Regions from separate parts of the Sus scrofa genome. Here region 2 is linked to region 1. The links are chromatin contacts, called in public Hi-C maps. All regions are on one chromosome and are shown on one strand. Each heading gives the region's core, a stretch centred on a gene start, on an enhancer-like site or on the middle of the called end of the contact. The rest is flanking DNA. Distances are from core to core; before and after follow the strand shown. Region 1 holds the start of CNR1 (cannabinoid receptor 1). Region 2 overlaps RNGTT (mRNA-capping enzyme).

The links. Hi-C and Micro-C count contacts between places; a contact is called where the count stands out from the background.
Region 2: a Hi-C map of fetal skeletal muscle shows a contact between it and region 1, with 1.6 times the contacts expected there. The contact joins the enhancer-like site here to the promoter of CNR1 in region 1. A contact is called at or near these places in 5 of 47 Hi-C or Micro-C datasets (embryonic fibroblasts, fetal heart ventricle, fetal skeletal muscle and 2 more).

Annotation. Positions count from the first base shown.
Region 1 is chr1:56,491,201-56,497,952 of Sscrofa11.1, forward strand. It overlaps CNR1 (cannabinoid receptor 1), which reads right to left and starts at 2,075. Exons shown (of 2, transcript XM_021089914.1): 1 at 1,978-2,075.
Region 2 is chr1:57,002,176-57,009,093 of Sscrofa11.1, forward strand. All of the region lies in intron 8 of RNGTT (mRNA-capping enzyme), which reads right to left. Among named protein-coding and RNA genes, the nearest start is that of RNGTT, 56 kb to the right of the region's middle. Within about 2 kb of position 2,281, at least 2 of the 83 cell types and tissues checked have an H3K27ac peak or open chromatin away from gene starts, as enhancers often do. A contact at or near this core is called in fetal skeletal muscle and skeletal muscle, where this site is marked.

The DNA of each region.
Region 1 (6,752 bases), core at 825-3,324:
AAGAAATGTGTTTTAAAACACAACATCAACTTTTTTCACCTAATGTCTAGTTCTGTTAAATGGTTCCATCACCATTCAAATTTAGATTATCAGTTAAATGCTCTATTATTTTTCCTCAAAGAGTGGTTCCTGTAGCTGTATTTTTTCTATACCCAAAAGTTTATTATTTGTCAGACATTTCTTTATATGGCATTTAATATTTGGCTTTAGCCAGTTTCTAGGTCTGGTGCAGAGACCGATGTGTTTCTCCGGGAAGACTTACTTGCTGATACGATTTAGAGGCATTAAGCATCAACTCTAGCGCCCGTTTTCCAAACATGCACAATTACACATTTTCCACAAACAGACATCAGTGCATACAGAGAACCAGGTGCACACACATTCAATAACTAGTAAATCGTAGAAATCTCCAGAAGTAGCAAAGACCACAGTTGACAGGCTGGGGCTATACAGCTTAGTAAACACCGACGCACAATTCGCTCACACGGAATAAGAACTCCACGAAGGACACTTGGGGACCACACTGGTCAGCACCCGAGGGGGCGGGAGGCGTAAGAAGTATTTACAAACGTAACTCTGCCGGGTCTTACCCTTCGCATCCCCTGGTCCTCGGGGGAGAAGCTCCCTGGGCACCTCTCGCCCAGCGCAGGGGCTGCTCCTCTGCTAGAACGAAACGTCCCTCTGACTCTACGGAGAGCTCTGCAGGGAGCCGAGGCGCCCCGCCCGGGGCAGGGGAAGGCACTGGCGCCGCGGAAGCCAAGCAGGGGCGGAGGCGGAAAAGAAGTGGGGAAGGAAGGGGTGGCCGAGCGAGTAGCGAGAGGGAGGCGGTGCCGGTGAGGGGGTGCGGGCGAGACAGGGTGGGGTGGAGCGGGGTGTGCCTCCGTCGGTCGGTCAGTAAGTCAGTCGGTCCCCTGCCTCCCGCGGCCGCCCGCGACAGGGATCGGGCCTGGTGCTCCCTCCGCCCGCGAGCCTCGCCCCTTCCCGGGCTCCTCACTGAGTCCTCCCGCTCGCCCCGCCTGGCCCGGCTTGGGGCCGCCCGTATTCGCCAGCCCGGGCGCCCGTCGCCTCGCCCAGCTGGCTCGGTCCCTGCCTCTCCCTCCGCTCGCGCTCTGTCTCTGGCTCCCTCTCGCTCCGGTCCCATTTATGAAGCGCGGTCCCATCACGTGTTAATGAGCCTTTGTCCTGCCCTGGCAGCGGCGGCAGCACAGACCCCGCCGAGGGAACTGCGCGGGGAGGGATCGGCGCGCGGCACGGCGCGGCGCCTGTGGCTCCAAACTTTGCCGGCGCGGGGGACACGCCGCGGCGCCGGCCCCGGGGCCAGAGGGGCGAGCCTCTCTGGTCCACCTCACCTACTTCTCTTCCTCCTCCTCCTCTTCCGCCGCCGCTGAGGTCCTGGGGGCCCCCATTGCCATGACCTGGCTCTCATCCCGGATGCCCTCACACCCTGGAGGAGCCAAAAAGGGGGTCGTGCCTGCGCTGCCCCCGACCTCGGGTCCATTAATCTCTTGCGCCCCGGCAGCGCGCAGCGCCAATACCTTGCGCGGGGGTCACGTCTGGGCCAGAGGGCTGAGCCGGAAGGGAAGGGGGAGCGGGGAGGGGGGCAAGGCAGCGGTGCGCCGGGCCGGGGGGTGCGGCCTCCAGCCCACCCTACCCCAGCTCTGGGCCGCCCCCGCGGCGGGAGCCATGAGCCGGGCCCGGGGGCCGGAGAAGCCTGCGGACCGCGCCGCGCAGCCCCCGAGCTGTTTGCTACCTGGGCGGCGGCCTCGTGGCCACCTGTCCTCTGCCCTCGGGCACCGCCTGGCTCCGTGCCGGGTGCATCCTCCAGCTCCCGCCGTCCCCGCCCGGCGCGGACCACTCGGGCTCGCCCCACCCGCCCGGCCCCGGCTGCAAACAGTTGGGCTCCGTAGGCGGCTGGCTCTGCGCCTCCGTCCCTGGCGCGCCCCCTCCCCAACCGCCCAGGGGGCCAACTCCTCGCACCTTCTCGCTGGAGGAGGACTCCCCCCTCTAAGGCCGGGCGGGGGGCGCCCGGGACTCGGGGGCAGCAGCCGCAGGCGCCTGGGGATCCGCGGTGAGCCCGGCAGCCTCGGCAGGAATTAGGGGACATGCTCGTTAATTGGTTCCACTATCAGCCACCGTCTGCCTCCCGTGTGCACGGATCAAACCTTAATTGGTCTTTACATTTATCATGGTGAATTGCGGACCTACAAACAAGCCCCAGCCGCTGCTTCAGCAGAAAAGGCACTCCCCCTCCTCCCCGGGGCCCGGGCAGGATTGTTGAGGCGGCGATCCTGGTCATTCAGACATCTTTATCTCTCTGGAGTTGGGTCAGGGGAGAACTGCATGGTTTCCACCTGATGGAGCCACATCACTCTGGCCCTTAGAGAACCGCCGAAGACACATGGTTTGGTTCCCAAGCTCTTCTTTCTGTGGCCACCTCAGTGTTCATTTTATGACACCCTGCTGGGGATCCAGCAAATTCGGCCCCATTCCTCATCCTGCACCTGCTCTGGTACAGACCTCCACTCTCCTCTTCCCCAAGCCCAGAGCCTAACGGTAACAGATCTGGGCCCCATATTTGGATACGTGGTGAGAATTCGGAAAAGCGAGCCTCTCAAAGAAGGAAGAAAAATTGTTGCCGAGGAAGCCCAAGGATGGTGGGTCCAGAAGCTTGGAGGAGGGAAGCCTGTTAAGCGCCTTTTGGCAGCAGCAGGCCAAATCATAGAAAGGCTCAGAGGACTGCTAAGGTCTTTGAAAATCCCCCTAGACTGCTTTAGGTTAGAAAAGTATTTCCCATTTTCCCATGAAGGAAATGAGATAGAGTTCACGGATGAAATGATCAATTTCTACTAGTTAGGTAGACGGAGTAAGTTATAAACAAAGATCTGATGGACCCATCTATCAATGGGTAGATGTGGGATTAGCGCTGGGCATTAAACTGATGCTTCGGGCAGAGCCTGCTCAAGTCAGAAGAAGCCGACTTCCATCTAGTTGCACTGCAGAGGCAGCTTCACCCAGAGATTTAAAAGGGGGTTGGGGAACCCTTAAGCATTTGCTTCTTCTTCTTTTTTTTTTTTTTTCTTTTTAGGGGTCATGGTTGTTAATTTTACCTTCAACTCACATCCTTGGCAGGAGGAAGTATTCACCAAGTTTTGCCCTCCTTGTGACCTTATGGACTCTGATTTTTCCAAGTGACCTGGTGACTTGACAAGAATTAACTTCAAACTCTGCCACTTCCTGGTAGTATAGGTTCGGATGATTGCTAGTAATTAAAAGAAAGGGCCTAGACAGCTCTTCTTCTGGCTGTGATGAGGTCATCTTTCAGGTGACGGGAAAAGCTAGGAAGCTGGACTCCTGGGAAGCTTTTAGGCAACAGAATTTCACATGGGATGGGGGCACCTTTTCCTGTAGCCTGGTGATCTGTGCTCTTGGGGTGGCTGGGCTGTTTAGCATCCCTCAGGCACACAGCACTGACACATCCCGGGGGTGCCCCCTTATATGGACACATCAAATCTAAAAGTGGAAGCCACTTATAACCTATGGAAGGATCCCCATGGAAATCTCATATCTCAACTCATCCGCACTGACTTTTGGTTTTTCAAAAAGAGCAACAATCTAATTACCTTGAGTATCTTTAAGTCATCCCAAATCTCTTTTGATTGATGGTGGCTCTCTTCATTGAATTCTATGAAATTCCAAGCAGAAACTTAGGATCCAAAAGGACTTGAAGTCTGTTAGTTGAGTGACTGGCAGAAGTGACCTGTGGAGAGAGCCACTCATTAAGAATCTAATCAAGTAGTGACTCCAGCAGCTATAACTGTTTAGCCTATTATTCTGTTGCTCTTCAGGGTTGGGGGGGAAGGCAGAGCCTGACAGCTGGTAGATTGTACTGAGTTTCCATTTAGAGCTCAAGGATAATGCTCAGTAATGGAGTCAAAATTTGACTTGTGACCTGGCATTTTATTGCCACCAGTGAAGGCTTTGTTGAAATTGAGAGAGTTATTATGTTGTTTGGAAAATGCTGTTCTCGTGGGCATGCTTGTACGTCTTTAAAATTTAAAGTCTGTCCTGGGCTCATCAGGGTGTTAGACTGCCAGTCAAAAAGCTGCTATACTTTTCCATTGGAGGTGGAAGATGGGCAGACTGTAGACACTGTGAAAGCAAAGATGCTCCTTCGTGCCTCAGAGTTCACATTTTGCAAGGATCACCTTTATACTGGAGGAAATGATTTAGTTTCCACATGTGATTGGCTGGCTACTGTACTCATGAGAAAGTCAGCAAGAATGACAAATGCAAGCTGTCAGCATCCTTATTGGGAACATTATGTGGAAGGCACACATGCACTTAACCTAAGACGTTGAATGGTCCCTGGTCATCACAAACCTAGGTTGAATTTGAACCCGTGACCTTCTGGGGAAAGATGCTAAGGGCCCCTTAGCGGGCTTCACTAGACCCTGCATTGCTACATGCAAGGCTGTTTGGTTTTTTAATTCTTTATCCTTTTAAAATTAGAACAGGGCTATGATGAGCCAGTTTACTGCCATTCTGTGTAATTTAGGTTATTCACTCAATGAAATGTAGAGGATGAGAACACAGTTAAGGTTGCATATTTCAACTTCAAAGAAAGATCTCAATTTATTCCTGCCAAAGTGTTCATAGTTATACTGGACATAGAACATCAGAGAAGCATGTCCTGCCTCCCTGAGATAGATGTTGGTCTGAAAGGAGCAGCTCCACGGTTCTATTATTTTATTTTTTTAACTTATTATTGCTGCTGGTACTCCCCAAAGGAGTGATCTGTTGAGAATCATGAGTAATGTTGTCCTGGTTTGGGAACTGGAAGCCAAAACATCACTCTCTCTCAGAGTTTTGTGAGTTCTGAGTTTGGCCTTCACGTGGTTGGGTTTGGGTTTTTTATTTTGTTGTATTTCATTTTTAGTTTTTGGTGGGTTTTGGTTTTTTTTTTTTTTTTGGTATTTTCTGTGTGATGTTCACACTGCAGGACGGGAACACTCGCTGATTAAAGACATTCTCAGAGTGATATTATGATGACACGTTTTCATTCTAATTCAGAGCGTAGCTTTAGAGTTTGATAGCTATTATTGGCTCTCCTTTGAAGCATAAAGCATTTGGTTTTTCAGGGGCTCTGCACTGCTAGATGGGAATTTATTCTTCATTCCCAATCCAAAGGGTAAGTGGCAGCAAGCCTGCCAACTGGACTGGGGCGCTGTCATCCCAAGCTTGAGATCTGAAATATTTGCTCACTAGATGCTGGACCAGGGATGCAAGCAACCTCAAGACCTCCCCACACCACTTCTGCGTATTTCTCAAGAGCTACAAGCTGGTGATGAGGAATGACCTTCTTTTTCACTCCACCATCAGAAATTAAATTTCATGCGATCTGTTGAAGGTGGAGAAGCTGGGTCAAGAATGACGGTGAGGAAGGAAGGATGATGAGCTTCTTTGACCTTGGGGGACACTGCATGATGCTTGGCTCAAAGAAAATCATTGCTGCTTCTCAGTGATCTTTCCATAAAACTAAACATATGCTCATTAAGCCCTTTTTTTTTTTTCACCTTCTCACCTTCTTTCATTAAACCTCACTCTTTAGCGTCCCAGCTAAGCAGCAGCAAGGAAGGCTGAGAAATGACAGGAAGGCATTTTCCCTTTGTTCATATGTTTTGTTTTGTTTTCCATCACCAGGCAGAGGATCGGTAATGAGGAGATGGATCACCCTTTCTTTTCAAACCATATGAGGAGTATGTTCTAACAGATAATAAACAAGCACACAGTGCAAATCAGGGGAGTGCGAAAACAGGTTAATAAAGCTTTTGTTCCCCCTTGATTAAACTCTTGCAAAATAGTCATCAAAACCCCATAATTAGTAAGGCTGCAAACATGATATGTCTAAATGTTTTATTTAAAAAAAAATAGGGCAAGCCACAGGACTATGTCAAAATATGGCAAATAATAGCAAAATAGTGCTAAAAGACACGTATGTCTTGAATAGTCACTTGGCCTGCCCTCTGAGGAAACTCTCTTCCCTCTGTTCTTCATGGTTCTTTAAACTTCAGGAGGGAACCTAAAAAAGAGAAAGAAATGGATATCTATCTTGGGTTATGAGGATTAAAAGAAATAATAAAATAAGACTCCCAGCCTGGGGCCTCGAACTTAGGTTCTCCCACAATGATAGCTGTTTTTATTTCTTCCACCATTATTGTCACCTTGTAGCTGCATCTGTATTAAGTGTCTGAAGAGGACCACAGTGTGGCTGGAGGCTCTGTAATTCTCAAACCAGAAGGCGGGCAGCTGATTCCTAAACAAAGTGCTCACATTCTGAGGGTTTCTTGGGGCTCAGCTGTGACTTCTTTGCTGTCGCTCCCATTCTAAACAGATGCCACCGATTATCTGCTTTCCACGGTGGCCTGGATGTACCGATACCTAGAGAAGGCCCCATTAGCCAGTCCCTGCAGCTCACTAGCTTTTCCTTGAAATGCAGCTGCCATGAAAAAATGAGAATTGGCAAAAACCAATGGGGTGTATGATTAGTCTTGTCTGTTGTATCTAAAACATGTTAAAGAAACAGGTACAGCTCAGACTGTATTGTTTCAACAGCATTGAAGAATTGAAAGTCTCCTGTTGTTTTCTAATTTTTGTTTAAAGGACTATTGATTTAGACAGGACATAGTTGAGACTTTGGGAGCAGAGCATCTGGGGATATAGATTTGAACCCCCAGGTACGGGTTTGATGACCC
Region 2 (6,918 bases), core at 1,031-3,530, 510 kb after region 1:
GGTAAAGAGAAAGAGGACAGGTGTGTGGTGATAACCAGGGCTTGGTATACACAGACTACCAGATGCAATATCCTTGAGATAAAAACAGAAGGTACATGATCTGGCAAAAACAACCAAAAATTCAGAATACAGAAGCATAGAAAAAAGGGGTATAGCATGGCTTGAGACTAGAGAAGTAATCAAGAACTTGGTGTTTAATGAAAACTATTTTTAACTTTATTCTAAAAAGTGGAAAGCCCCTGATATGAGAAACAGAAACCACATGGGTAATTCAAACACACGAGATATAATAGAGGAAACAGGTTACATGGATATTGGAAAGCTGAAAAGGTAACAAAGGAAGATGAAGTTAATCTAGAGATGAGTAACTTGGGAAGCACTGCCCCCCAGAGGGCTGCAGGAACAGAACAGAAGGGGTGTGTTATCAGGAGCCAAGAGCTTGGAGGTAGGGCACTGTGAGGTCTGAAAGATGGTGGGGAAGTCCATGGGGCTGAGGACTCAAACCTCTAAGGAAGTGGCACCATACTGCAAATGGACCTCTAAGGAGAGGAGCCCTGCAGCTCAAGTATCTATCTCTTCGGAGGAGGAGATCCAGAGGGAGGATGCTCTAAGTGCGGAGAGGACAGAGGGTAATGGGTGAGGAAATACTGGCAGCACTCATCTGCCTGGGACACCTCGTCCAGAGCTGGTACCCATGAGTGGGAGCAGTACGGCTAGTCCTGGGAATGTCACAAGGAGCTGGAGACCAAGTGAGAGTTGTCATGGGCTGCTGGAGAGACAAGGAAACCAGAAACAAAGGAAGTCCCTTCCCTTGACTTCCAAATTCCTGCCAGTGCTCCCAGCAGTAAATTCCAACAGGAAGCGAGCTGGCAAGGGAGTCTGAGAAATGCAGATTGCAGAGTCTCCTACTACAGTTTCAAAGAGTGGACCAGAGCTGAGAAAGAGTAGGTAAATAAAGAGCAGACCACTGAAAGCCTTTCTGCAAACTAGCAATATAACCTGATCTGCATTTTTAAGAGTTCACCCTCACATAAAGTATACTCCTAAAGGGTAGGAACCAATCTGAAGACCAGAGAAATTACGAGGCTTCCATAGTACAAGCGGGACTACAGTGGCAACGATAAGTCAGAGGTAAGTGGATACATTCAATACATTTGAGAGGTAGACTGACAGGACAACGTGCTATTGATTGGCTACAGGGCCGAGGGAAGAGACGCTGAGGATGACTTCCAAACTTTGGGCAGGAGGAAGGGGGAGGCCTGCATTTGCCGAGCTATGGCGCGATGGAAGAGGAAGGAGTACCTGTTCAGTTAAGTTAGGGAGGAGTGACAGACAGGATATGGACATGGATATTTTCACTTTTACACTGGAAACCAAAAGGCCCAGATATTCTCTTTCCTTGTCTTAGCAAGTTGGAAACAGGCTCGGGATCTAAGTCAGACAACCTAACGCTCCTTCCCAAAACTTTTAACTTGAGTGACAGTGAAGCACAGGAATAGCTGAAAAATGATTCAGTGTGAGAGCAGAGGCATTGTCAGCAAAGTGCCAACAGTGGCTTCCTACTCAAAGTGTTCCTATGCTTGACCTTGGCTCAGGTTCTTGCTGCCTGGCTTCCCTTGATTCCTAGCCATTTTCTGAGACTGGTTCTCCTGAGAGCCTTCCAATTTATTCCTTTGCCTAAATTAGCCAAAGGTGATTTCTGCTGCTGACAGTCAATGTAATAATGCTAATAGATGTGCTGGTTCTTTTTTTTTTTTTTTTTTTTTTTCATTTTGCCCGCTATATACAGCTGAATTCAAGTATGTTACATATGCCTATGACGTAACCCGCCCATAATGTCCCCCAACCTATCCTCAATCCCAACAGTTACATGATACCATCATTTTACATAATAACATCATGCCAAGAGATATGTCATCTGTTTCCTGTCCTTCAACAGAGATAAGTGTATAATGTCAAGTCCTGAGTTTACCTTCCCTTTGTATATTTCCCTCCTAAGAACGCACTGTCAAATATCTACTGTTTCTCTACCAGCTACATTTCCTCTCATTTCTATTCCCAATAGAATTAGTACACAGTCCCTGAAACCTAATTCTCAAGGTTGCAGAGATATATAGATACAGAGTCAGGTATATTAAAATTTCTTATAAAGAAATTTCAGTTTAGAGTCACTTCCCCACATACAATTATAAACCTTCCTGACATTAGAGCAGCTGGTCAGACTCTGCCCCCTTCTCACCAACACCTGTCAGAGCTTATTCCAAAAATGAAACAAGAACAGCTGACTTGCTAAACCCCAGCTTTCTTCCTTCGCCATGGGTGCTTATGCACACTTTGCCTTTTTCTCTCTCTAGCTCACCGCTCAGCAAATTTTATCTCTGGTAATCTCTTTTGCAAAGTATATCCAAGTCCCCTTTAACTCATTTTTCCCTCATTTCTTTAAACTCAAAGAAAAAGGAAATTTATGTTATATATATTTTACAATATTTTAATGAAAAAACATTTTCCTCCTTTTCACCTCATTCACATAGTTCCAATAATGAACCTGAGAAAGCTCTGATGAAGGCTAGTGACACATCTGTATCAAGCAAAATTAAGTTTTTTTAAAGTCATTAAGTTTTTGATCCACCTAGACAAAATAATCAGTGTCACAGAGTCCCCTCAGGAATTAAGCAAGCTTTATAGGCTTGGGAACCTAACAATCATTCAGACTAGAATTCTATGGAAATACAACCTAAAGTCCACCAACATATACTAAGAAATCTCAGAAGAAAGACTTCAGATAACTTTAAACATCATTGTTTGCACTGCTTCCACGAAAAGACCAATACCTGATGATAAAACAATGTAATCCTACACACAGCCTTTACTTTCAAACATAATGGCTATAATCTATTTATCTGACACAAATAATAATTCAACCTTGAAAACAAAAACTATTTGAAAGAGAAGTGAAACTTTACCTTATTTCATCCTCCCAGAAAGAACTCATATTAAGTTCACTCTTATTTTCACAGTAACAAATTAAAGAGAATACGCACACAAACAGTAACATCACCACCACCAAACCTTTTTAAAATTTTTTATCTCCACTCTTAACAATCACTGAAATGAAGACAGAGTCCTAACATATTCTTCACATAACTGGGATGACACAGTTCTCTTCATCAAAAACTATCAAAATTTTCATTCAACATTATAATAGATTCCAACCCAACAGGTATTTTTATCTTGATTTATTGATCCTATAAGCACATCAGACTTCTTCAAAGGGGTTAGATCCTTTTCAATCTTCCTATCACATCAATTTAAAGTCATGAAACAGATGTGATTAAAGTTTTATAATCTTAAATTCACCTTAAGCCCACAGCTTCATTCTACTATGTGATCACTTACAAACACAACAGTATTTAAACAAACAACATGTATTATTTAATTTTAAGTTGCAAAGCCCATACACTTCCCCATCAGTTTAATGGTCAAACTTTTCTGACCAGCCTTTGATCTTAGAGCGTTAATTGTATATTAAATGGCAGGCCAGGAGTTCCCGTCATGGCTCAGTGGTTAACGGATCTGACTAGGAACCATGAGGTCACAGGTTCGATCCCTGGCCTTGCTCACTGGGTTAAGGATCTGGCATTGCTGTGAGCTGTGGTGTAGGTCGCAGACACGGCTTGGATCCCGAGTTGCTGTGGCTCTGGCGTAGGCTGGCGGCTACAGCTCCGATTCAACCCCTAGCCTGGGAACCTCCATATGCTGAGGGAGAGGCCCTAGAAAAGGCAAAAAGACAAAAAAAAAAAGAAAAGAAAAGAAAAAAAAAAAGCAGGCCAAAAGCATGTCACTGAACATTTGAACAGTTTGCCAATATTTAAATGTCTTCTACTTAGGCATAGTCATCTTTATTTTATATGTTGTTTATACAGCCAATGTGTTACATTCATCCAAGCTTTGTTTAAGTTTGGTACTTGGTAAACTCTGTCCATGGAAAAATCATCAGTCAAAAGACTAACTTTTATTTCAACTTGGGTAAATACAAATAAATCTAGAAGCCCTCGGGATATCTACCATTAAAAAAAATTACCTCTAAGTCTTCTCACTAAACCTCAGAAAACCCTTTAAGTCTTCTCACTAAAACACCATGTATGCCTAATTCTATTAATAGAGAGTAATAATTTTCAAAGCATATATGTTTCTATCTCAAGAAACCCCCTTCAACCTGCAAGACTTAATTTTATGGAAAGCTTAAAAATCAACACAACAAAAGAATCTGGCAAGACACAGGGCCCAGTATCAATTTCTAGATTCTTCCCTCCCACTCCACAGAATTAATGATACTAATACAAATAATCAAGTGTATAATAAGACTTAAAGCAAATTTGTTCCAAACCATCCAATGATTTAAAATTTTAACTTGCTTACCTTATTTACATGAAGCACAATGGTACCGATGCTATCATTATGGGCTTTGGAAAGAAAACTCCTGTTCCAGACTCAATTGTGCTTGCCATCTAGAATGCTAAAAAGTAGGCAGGCAACTGGAAACAAAAATCTCATCAAATAGTATAAAATGATTCTGTCTAACTCCTAGATATATGTTTAACTTCAGAACTGCAGCTTCCTTGTCCTGCTTTCATATTGCCATCCTCCACTGCTCAGAAATTTGCACATGCCTACTGCTAAGCCTATGTATCTATAAAACTATACTATCTTGTCCTAAAATACATTATCTTCAAACTCTTACTCAAAACTCCCTTTCATGAAATCTCTCATACTCTAAATAGCAAGTCAAATTCAAATCATTCTATCACTCCAAGTTTTCTAAAAAGTATAATTCCAATATGTAACAAAGATAGTTGCCTCTGGTAGAAGAGAAGTATATGGGGAACAATCAGGAGACTTAGAGTCTATTTTAAGGAGTTTCAGCTTTACTTTGAGGCTGAGCTGATTTGCAGCTGAAATGCAACAAATATTAAAAGATAAAATAACATACTATATGTTGTTCATTTATGAACATTAGTATGAAAGGTATTTCATTAGATACCATTAATTATATATCAATAGATAGTAAATGGGGTGAAGATATCTATTGGCAAAAGAGAAGGCACCAACATAGAAAGATATCTGGGAGTCCACTGCAGTGGGTAAAAACTTTCATCCCAAAAAGCCTCTTCCTAGCTATGTGATTTTGCACAAATCACTTGACTGCCTTAAGATGCAGTTTCCTCATTAAAACTCTCCACCTCCTAACCACTAAGATGGTTGCAAGAATTAAATGAGTTTGTACCCCCATGTACAAAGAAGTATTATTCACAACAGACGTGTAGAAGAAAAAGGTAAATATGTAAGCAAAATGAGGTATATACATTAAGTGGAATATTATTCAGCCTTAAAAAGGGAAGGAATTTCTGACATATGCTACAACACAAATGAGCCTTGAAGACATTATGCTAAATGAAATAAGCCAGCTACAGAGAGACAGCTACTGTATGATTCTACCTCTATGAGGTACCTAGAGTAGTTAAAAAAAAAAAAAAAAAAAAATCAGAGCGACCAAAAGTAGAATGGGTGGTTACCAGGAGCTGGGAGAATTAGGGAATAGGAATTATGATTAAATGAGTATAGAGTTTTAGTTTTGTAAGATAAGAGTTCTTTCTGGACATGAACAGCAGTCCAGTTTGCACACCTTATAAATGTCATTAACAGTATACTTAAAAATAGGTAAGATGGTATATTTTTGTTATGTGTATTTTACCACTATAAAAAAATTGAAAAAGAAAAAAAATTAAATGAGTTAATATACAAAGGGTACCATGTCTGGGACATGGTAATAAAATGGAAGCTATTGTTATTATTTTATGTCCAAGGAACATAGTAAGTAGTTAATTAAGAATGGATATCATTATTATTTATACTACAACTACTACTTTACATAATCCAAAAGAGTTGAGGTCATTGATACACAAAGCCTGGTAAGACAGAAAGGATTTGTTCCCTGTAGGCAGAAAAGAAGAGGACATCTCTTCTGAACAGAAAAGAAGAAAAATAAACGACAGGTAATTCCCTGTGAAGGTTTCCAGAGCCCACAAACTCAATCTTATAAGCACATTTACACAAAGGCAGACAACAACTACAGTAAATAATTCCTTAATTCATTTTTCCATGAATAGTTGCAACCCAAGAAAATTTTGTGAAATCAGCAGCTACACTTCCTGAATGAGCCATAACTCAAAACAAGGAGCTCAAATAAAGAAACCTGAATCAGGTGGCTCTCTCAATCTGTCTAGGAAATGTTTTCTAAACACTAAAAAATAATTTAAAAAAAAACCTGAGCCTAAAATATTCCAATGTACTGAAACAGCTTCTTAATATTTACTGACAATAATGGTACATACAAATAAATACACAACTACTCCAAAAGCTACAGTATACAATGGAAAATTATCATGTTTTCATCCCACAATCTAGCTAATTAAATAAAAATTAGTAACAGCATAATTTAAATAAAATTAGAATTAAACCTACATGGGTTCATATATCCCTTAGCAACCTAAAAGAAACACAAGAATTATCATAATAATAGAGTAGACTGATCAAGTCCCTTCAATGTATAAGTTTATAAAATTAGAATTTGGAGAAATGCAAGGAATAGAATATCAAAGCATACTTTTCAACTAATGAAAAGAACTGTCAAATCAGGACTGAATTTATTTCCTATCAGCAACATGTATCTTGCTGAGTTCCACTTCTGTGGGCTACAGTACGTTCCCTCCCACTTTCCACCAATCTACAAAGAATTCGAGAATTATGGAATCTGAAAGGGCTAGAAGGGTTCTCACATAGTGCCACATCACCTGCACATACACAGGCACATGCATGCACACTCACACACACACACACACACACACACCCCACTTCCAG